Regions from separate parts of the Hordeum vulgare genome. Here region 1 is linked to region 2. The links are chromatin contacts, called in public Hi-C maps. All regions are on one chromosome and are shown on one strand. Each heading gives the region's core, a stretch centred on a gene start, on an enhancer-like site or on the middle of the called end of the contact. The rest is flanking DNA. Distances are from core to core; before and after follow the strand shown.

Region 1 (4,738 bases), core at 2,052-4,551, 310 kb before region 2:
TAAAATGTCGTGTGCTGCGTCTTCCTCACCATCGAATGAGTTCTTTGCCATCCCGTGCGAGTAGCGAGCTAGGTGAGGCGAGCCCGCGAGAGATTTTCGTACACGCCCCTGAGTTCGAATCTTTAGGGTTTTGCGAAGCCCCAAATCCGACAAATACTACCTTGTCGACTGTTGATATCCCAAGAGAGTTGGATATCTAGCATATAACAAAGGGCAACGGTATCATGTACCTGATTTCCAACAACACCCTCCCATGGGGAGGTATGAGACATTCATCCATCGTCATTCTTTCTTGCGAAATGTTGTAGAAACATCGTTTGGTGTTATCAAAATGAAATGGCGTATTCTCCAAGGAATACCACGATGTAAACCGGAGACCCAAAAGATGATCATCACTACATGCATGTGCCTTCACAACTACATTCATTATAGCAAGTTACGTGATGAGCATTTTCACAATTTTGACAATGATGCGTACATGCAACCTCCACAGCAGTTTACAGGTGCCAACGCTTTACCACCGGAAGATGACGGTACCATGGCCGCTACACGTGAGGCTATTGCTGTGAGTCTTGTCCCTTGAGATCATCTATTTCTAGTTTACAACTCGCTTTTAACTTGTAATATTAAGGAATGTCATTTCCAACGCAGGTTCTAATTTGTAATATTTGTCCGCTTTATGATATTTTCAACTCGCTTTTGTATTGTAATATTATATATTCTATTAGATTTGCAGCTCTTTTTTGTTTTCATATTATATACATAAACTGTTAGAAATAATCAAGTGTTGGCAATTCATCAATTATTTCAATCTAGGGACATTTGAAACATTTCAATAGACAACTCATACAACAATTATATGCTAGAATCATAAAAAAAACTGAATAGATCATTCTGTAGCTAGACAATTTTATGGACAGTTTCCAGAATTATTTCGAAACAGGCTTTCGCCCCACTTTATTTATAAAGCACATAGACCAGAATCCATACATCATATCTCAACAAAGAAATAAAAAAGAGGGTCCGCTGGGGCAACAACACAATCCAGCCACAGAAAAGAGAAGACACAAAAAAAGCCATCACAGGAACAAGCTAAGAAGCAAGCGAGGTAGAGGAGATCCGTCGGGCGGCCACCATCAACGCGTCCAGGTAGCGCTGAAGCCGGTCCCGGTCTCGAGGCCTAACGAGCGGATGCCAGAGCTGCAAGAAGGCAAGGAATTTGAAGAACGAGTCAGATGCACGTCGCTGAAACACACTCTCAATCACCATCTTATTGCGAGTAGTCCAAAGAGTCCACGTCATAGCTGCAAAGACCAGCCAAAACAGTTGGCGTTTACGGCCGACCTGGGTGGCCCGCACCTGCAGAAAATCTGCAAGGTTATAGGCCTCCCACTCCGGCCCCAGAGCCTCGTGTACAAAGCACCACAGTGCCTGTGCCGCAATGCAAGAGAACAGAATATGAGAACCAGTCTCCAGGACGTGGCACATGGGACAAATGCCGTTACCCGGACCATGGTGTTTCAGCACCTCGGTCCCAAAAGGTAAACGGTCTCGGAGAAGCTGCCAAACAAAAATCTTAATCTTCAAGGGCAACGGTGCCTTCCAGAGTGGGGATAACCACGGGAGGACCGGCATCCTACACAACGCCAAGTAGGCCGAACTAACAGAGAATTCTCCCGAGGGAGAAAGACTCCAAGAAACACTACCGCTGAGCGCCAAGACCGGGAGGGGAACCACTGCCAGTAGTAATTCCCAGTCCTGGACCTCAGCTGAACCAAGTGGACGGCGGAAAGAAACATGACATCCGTCCTCCAACGCGAGACAAGGACAACAGAGTCGGAGCAGATAGCAAAAAGCCTTGGAAAACGAAAGCGTAGAGGCTCCCCCTCCAACCAGGATCTAACCAAAACTTGGTCCCAGACCCATTGCCCACCGAGACACGCAGACCCAACCTAATCTCGTGCTTAATGCTCTGGATAGATTTCCAGAACTGCGATCCTTTCGCGAGCGAGCAGGCTAAGAGGGGTCTGCGTCGAAGGTACTTGGCCTCAATCAATTGAAGCCACAAACCCCCATCACCCTGCAGGATCCGCCACACCCAACGGAGCATCAGGGCCACGTACATGCGGCGGGACACAGGTATGCCCAAGCCCCCTCGGTCTTTTGGCACGCAGATGTCGGCCCATTTCACCATGTGATACTTGGGTCTACCATTTCTTGCCTGCCAAAAGAATCTAGTCAGCTCCTTGTCAAAGGCGTTGTGCACACCTTCGGGCAAGAGATATATCCCCATCATATACATGGGGAGGCTCGCAAGGTTAGAGCTTATGAGAATGGATTTGCTACCTTTAGATGTGAACCTGCCGCACCAAGGCTCCGCACGGGACGCTACTCGTCCCACAAGCGGATCAAACCCACTAACCAGAATCCTGGACTCAGCCAGGGGCATTCCCAAATAAGAGATGGGAAAAGCTGTCAGCTTGCAGTTAAGGTTCTCCGCGATCCTGTGCTGCTCAGCCTCAGAATAGCTCAGGACCACCACCTCACTCTTATCAAAGTTAATCTTAAGTCCAGACATTTCCTCGAGGCAGAGCAAAAGGAACTTAAGATTAGCAATGTCCGAGTCCGAGCCTGAGACCATTATCATGGTGTCATCCGCATATTGGAGGTGGGAAACCCCACCACCCGGGATGAGGTGCCCAACCACCCCCTGGATATGCCCGGCTAGCTTTGCCTTATCCAGGATGCCAGCAAGAGCGTCAACAGCGAGATTAAAAAACAGGGGGAAGATAGGATCTCCTTTCTTGACCCCCCTGGAAGCCCGAAAAAAAGGGCCTACTTCACCATTGATATTGATCGCGGTGCTACCGGATCGAACCAGTTGCATGATCCAGAAACACCACCTCTCGTCAAATCCGCGCCGCTGCATTATCAACCTCAAAAAGGACCAATCAAGACGGTCATACGTCTTCTGAAAATCCAGAATTATGATTGTGAAGAATTACAAGGTGATAAAAACTGGCCCTAAGGCTCGTGGCCGAGGCTGACTGAGGCCACCCACCCCATCTCCGTGCGTGTCAATCGAGTGAAAACGTTTTGTATGGCGTTGATCTTTCCTTGTCAAGCAATTAACGATATGTGTTTGTACGTATGCGGTGATGCTAGGGACGCCCAGCGCTGTGTCAAAGGCTCAATCACACGCTGGAAGAGTACAAAAGGAAATCAAGACGAAGCTCCAAATCAAGGAGGCCTTGCGCAGTGCCCGCGTGGCTCTCGGCGGCCTATTTATACGCACCCCCTCCCATCACACATATCACTCTGCAGCTAGCTTGCACGGCAGTGCATGCCCATATTTCTTCTTTTCTAGTACAAGCTACAAGCCATTGATATTTCCCTAGCCGGATCTTTAGGCCGCGCGGCGAGAGGGGAAAATCGGCCGCATGCGTGTGTCGATCGCTCTGGTGTGGCCTCGTAATGTAAGCTCACTCTCTCTCTCTCTCTCTGCTCGTAGCGTAGCATGCATGCAGCTGGGTGGCTTCGTTTAACAAGAGTTGTTGAGTTTAATTTGAAGATAAACGACGATGCATCCATGTACTACTACATAGTACCACACAACCATTATCTTGTATGCCTTGGTACGGAAGGATTTCGCCACGCCATGCATGCCGATGCGGACGGTCCCTCCGTCACATATGCTGATATGCATGCATGTTCCCAGATTTGGTCTTGGTCCCAAGTTTCGACACTCTGTTCAGAGTTCGTACCTGGCACTACTAATAGTACGTCAATGTGTTGTTAACTTTATGAAGTAGTTTAATAAAGTATGCAGATCCAGCTGCATACCAATAAGCTATGAAATTCTTTCTTGTGCGGGATGAAATTCACCGCTTGGCAAATGTGGTCAGCAATACTCCACACGAGACACGACCCACCTCAATTCACCAGAATTCAAGTCATAAATTTCGCATCAATGCTCTTATTTTCTTGAATTTGTCCTGTGTAGGCCTGTAACGACTTCGTCAATATTAGAATGATGTGCCGATTTGAAAAACTTGTGTTATAGACTTAGGATGTGTGTCATATACTCCCTCCGTTCTTAAATATAAGTCTTTTTAGAGGTTTTACTAATGAACTACATACGAATGTATATAGACATATTTTAAAGTATAGATTCACTCATTTTGCTTCGTATGTAGACCGCTAGTGAAATCTCTTAAAAGACTTATATTTAGGAACGGAGCGAGTAGATGAGTATACGTTAGTGATTTTGATTTTCTGTGTTAAAAAAAAAATATACCATCTGCCTGCCCAAGCACGCAGGAAGAAATTACCCACACGGGCCGCAAACTGCACGACTCACTCTCACACCGATGGGGAGCTCACAGTAGCCCGAGGCCAAAACAAAACATGGACGTTGCTCTCCCGGTCACTCTCCGAGGCAACAAGCACCACACACCTCTCCCGTCGCTTCGCACGCTCCGTACGCCCGAGAGCGTCTCCTCTCAGAGGGGTCAGGTCGACTCGCCTCTCCTCTCATCCGTAGCCGTGTCACGTCGCAGCAGTCAAGATCGCGTCTTGATGAACTGCCAGCCAGCCTCTTTTGGAGTTTCCCGGGGGCCCATAAAAACTTTTGTGCACCAAGTCTGGGAAAGTATAGGACAGCCAGTCCCCACGGCCGGCGTATGTGCGAAAAATGGATGTTAGCCCGGCTGTCACCTCCGCCTGGACCTCGAGCGAG
Region 2 (4,318 bases), core at 1,125-3,624:
CCTGATCGTGCTAACAGAAGGAACAATATTACTTAAGTGTCCCTTTCTCTTATAGCTGCCAGATTATTATTCAATCTATGATTGCGTTTAATCAAAATAAGAAGACACATCGATGTAATTTTATTTTTAGTTGGTCGTTCTGTATATTGTTTTTTTTCTAAAGAAAGGAGGCAAAAGATTCGCCTCATTCATTAATTAAGAGGGAAAGGAGTATAAAGTTTATGTTACAACGCTCATCGTGTTACAACACCAATACAAAAGGTCTACTCTCGTGGCATGATGGATCCCAATTTCTTTACACCCGCGGTGACCCAGATTTGGGCCTCAATCTTGATGTTAGCAAGTAGAACCGTCGGTGGGGCATTCTTGAGATGGTAGATGCGAGCGTTCCTTTCATTCCAGATTGTCCAAGAGATGAGCATGGAGAGCGTCGCCATGGCCTTCCTATTCGAAACGGTAGAGGCGAAAAGCCCTATCCACCACTCCTCGGTCGAACGTCATAAGTGCCAAGTAGAAGTGTTGATGTTCTCGAATTGGAGCCAATCTTTGATCATTCCGCAAAGTCTAGTAGTATACTGGCATTGGAAGAGGAGGTGGTCGATGGATTCTTGCACGCGCTTACAGAGTGGGTATAGCCCACAATTAGGCCATCCCCACTTGGCCAAGCGGTCAGCAGTCCAAACTCTGTTTTGCATAGCCAGCCAACCAAAAAATTGACCTAAGGTGAAGCCCAAACCCTCCATACCGCAAGCTTCATGAAAGAGCGGAAGGTGCCGAAGAATTGGGCAAGATAGACGGTCGTTTATATATTGTTGTCTTCATTATATTGTTTACTATTTTTCTTGATAATTTTTAGTTATAAGATATATTTTAGATGTCCTTTTTAAAATACAAACAAGTCAACAACATGGACTCCACAAGACTCGAATCCATTTGCCATGAAGATATAAAACAAGACAGAACGGGACGATGTGTAAGGTGAAGTGTTCCTTGCGACTTGCCTTGGTCAAAGCTTACCAATCACTAACAATGGCGGCGGGCCATCTCACATTACATCTATAATACTCCATGTTATCTAATTCGATCTAAATGTTATCATAAGTCTAACAAATAGTCACAACACATACTTTAAAATTTATAAAATATTCCCTTCGTTCTTAAATATAAATCTTTATAGAGATTTCAATAAAAATTACATACAAAATAAAATGAATAAATCTATACTTTAAATATATTTACATACATTCGTATGTAGTTCCTCATTAAAATCTCTAAAAAGATATTTAGAAGTGAAAAGAATAAGTGTTAAGTATATGGAGTGTTATACGAGGGGGCGCGTGGCACCCATGGAGGATGTCAATCCTATCCATTTCAATCCCTTCAGATCCGAAGTGATTTTAGTTCAGCTCGTGTCAAAAGTGGTAGAGTTAAATTGATTGTATCAGAACATATACAATGGTTGATAAGATAACCTTACCTTAAAACTTACATGCAATTTAAAGATGACAATAAAACATGTCTAGAAGAAATTATTTCTTAATATTATTTATAATAACTATTTATTCTTAAAAATATGATGAAACATATTATGCTAACAGATGATCTCTTAAATAAAAAAAGGCAAGCTTTTTTTTTAATCATCTTTCTTTCATCGCAGCATTTATTCTAGGTGACACTTCTAATATAACACTATTGTACATGTCCTCAAAACAATTCCTTGGTGTTTGGGTAGAGGGATTATATCAAACTGTTGATCATATTTGAATTTTCTACTGGTCCAAAGGAAATTGGAACATAATCCATACTTATTCGAAGAAAAGCCCTCGGCAAAAATGCACTCCTACGAACCAACCTGTGCTTGGATAGTTAAAGTGACCGTGGTATCTCTATCCCATCATCATTCAAATCCTGATGCTCGCATTTATTTCTGAATTTATTTTAGATTTTTCGCCAGTGCACATTCAGTGAAAGAAGACGTTTCCATTGACGACGATGTACCTATGATAACTTCGTAAATTTTAAGATGATATGCCAGCTCAGTCTCTCAAAGGTGCTCATAGAAATACGATGTACGTGAGTGTTCATAAAGTGAGTGTATGCGCATGTATATGAGCGCTTCGTCTGTACTGTGTTTAAGTAAAAAGCAAAAATGCAGTCCACAGGAAACTCTCCGACCAAATAATAAAACTACCTTCATAATAAAGATAGTCTAAATGTTAACATAATTGCATTAATATCCAGGTCCATCAAGGTGAAAAGAGCCACGGGGCTATTCACAGAGAGAAAAGTCTAAATGAGCTCCAGAAAACTAATTGGTGTCGAAGTACGGAACCTTCCTGTGAGCTTCACCGCAAAAGAAAAAAACTTCCTCTGAGCTCCAGATAAAGAAGCCGAGCTGGAGCCACCGAGCTACACCAATTACCTATTGAACACTACTCCATGACCTAAGAACCCCTTTGAGTTCCGGAGGAGGAAGCGGACATGGAATTACCCTGACCACTACCTTGACGAAGATGCAGGAAGCCAGGCTCAAGTGAATCATCATCACTATCCACGTCATTTGGAGTGAGCCTATTCTGGTACGCTCTTCGTCGCACCTGGAAAACATTGTGATAGTAACTTACAATGTCTTTTCTGCCCTTGGAACTCATGGCAGCAAACACTTCCTCCATGAATCTGTACTTGGATGATGGCAGATTATTCAGGATAACGGCATTGAATTTCTTTTCTTCATCCCTTCTCCATGTCAATGCTGCATCCTCGCTGATGCGATCAAATCCCATTGCATAAAATGCTGAGCCCAGTTCGCGCTTCAGTTTGATCCTCTTCTCTGTCACATGAAATCTAACACAAGCAACAGAACCTGGGATTTGACAGTTGCAATTATCTGGCCTACCCTTACCAATAGTATCAGCATCAAGGCTTTCATTACTTGGTGCAGGCAAAAGAGGTTGTCCTAGAAATCTCAACACATGCGGCTCATCATAAGGTAGCGAAGGCTTCCCAGTCCAATCTGGAACATCTGCTAGACCACTAAGCCGAGTTCGTGCATGCAAAATCCTGTCACTATTCCCACCTGCACACAGTCGATCATCCCATCCATCGTACTGTGGCAGCTCCTCATTTGTAAGTCCACTCTGCAATGAACAAAGAGTTATATTTTATACATTTTCAGAGTATCTCCTTAAGCTGATTGAATAATCATTGTCATATAAGAGAAGAAAATAATAAATAGAATAAAACAATAGTTCAGAATGCATGACAAATGATTTTAAGTTCTTTGCTGATCGTATATGCGGTCTCTAAGCAGAAATAGAGAAGTTCAGGCAGCCAAAGAAACTGGAAGAGTATTTTAGGCTTATACGTGGTATCAGCTGCTGTATGACAACCTGTTGGCATCATATATCAAGCGGCATAGAAAAACAAAAAAAATCTTAATAACTAAGTCTTGCAACTACAAGAAGCACAATATAACAGAGGGCCTCTGATGAGGTCGGTAAGGATTTAGGGTGGATCATATTGCTGAAGAAATATAAATAGCAAATCCACCCAGACTAAAAGTTTGAAGAAAGATTATCATACACTTTGTTTGTGCTGGCTTAATCTTATGATCAATAGCAAGATAAGTTTAAGCATTAGGATCATTCACAGGATAAAATTTATGAGCGGCCATAGTGCAAGAATCATATCCGAAATATCTAAAAGCCCAAAATAGTAACAACCCAAGTAAGTTCTCATTTTACAAATATGCGTCCATTGTCATACTTGCATTCTCAAAAACTTCTTAAAATCTAAATACCAGATTTCAAATGGCATGATTACTTTGGATTGCCAAATTTGCCATGGCAAAATTACAAAGCAAAAGGGCCCTATAACAATACAGTTGTAAGAGCATCTCCAGCCGTTCGGCCCCCAGGGCTTGAAATAGCGCCGCCTGGGCTCGTGTTCCCAGCCCCCCCCCCCCCCCCAAGGTCGCCCCCAGCCGGTTTTTTCAAATTCAAACTCCGCGTAAATTCGGCTAAAAACGACACAAATTTGAAGGTAATTCAGCGTTTTCATTGATATTTGTACAAACTGAACTAAAAATAAAATTTAAAACAAATTTGTACAAACTACTGCGCCGCCGCTGCCTTCTACATGCCGAGAAGCTTGTAGAAGTTGGTGTAGTCGCCGTCGTCGTCCTGCACTCCACCGCCGTCCTTTCTGCACACCCTGCCCTGGGTCATCGTGGCGGACGGGGTTGGACGGCCCTGGTGCCTCCTCGCGGCCGCGGCGTCGAGCGGCGATCTCCTCGAGGGCGCGGCGCTGGCGCTCCATC

What was found. Hi-C and Micro-C count contacts between places; a contact is called where the count stands out from the background.
Region 1: a contact with region 2 is called in a Hi-C map of leaf, with 4 times the contacts expected there. The contact joins the promoter of LOC123429935 here to the enhancer-like site in region 2. A contact is called at or near these places in 4 of 6 Hi-C or Micro-C datasets (leaf and seedling).

The regions. Positions count from the first base shown.
Region 1 is chr1H:247,969,459-247,974,196 of MorexV3_pseudomolecules_assembly, reverse strand. LOC123429935 (silicon efflux transporter LSI2-like) reads left to right here and starts at 3,301. Exons shown (of 4, transcript XM_045113902.1): 1 at 3,301-3,476.
Region 2 is chr1H:247,654,402-247,658,719 of MorexV3_pseudomolecules_assembly, reverse strand. It overlaps LOC123429917 (AT-rich interactive domain-containing protein 1-like), which reads right to left. Exons shown (of 2, transcript XM_045113890.1): 2 at 2,180-3,137. The coding sequence ends at 2,445. Among protein-coding and RNA genes, the nearest start is that of LOC123429929, 3.8 kb to the right of the region's middle. Within about 2 kb of position 2,374, at least 1 of the 3 cell types and tissues checked has open chromatin away from gene starts, as enhancers often do. A contact at or near this core is called in leaf, where this site is marked.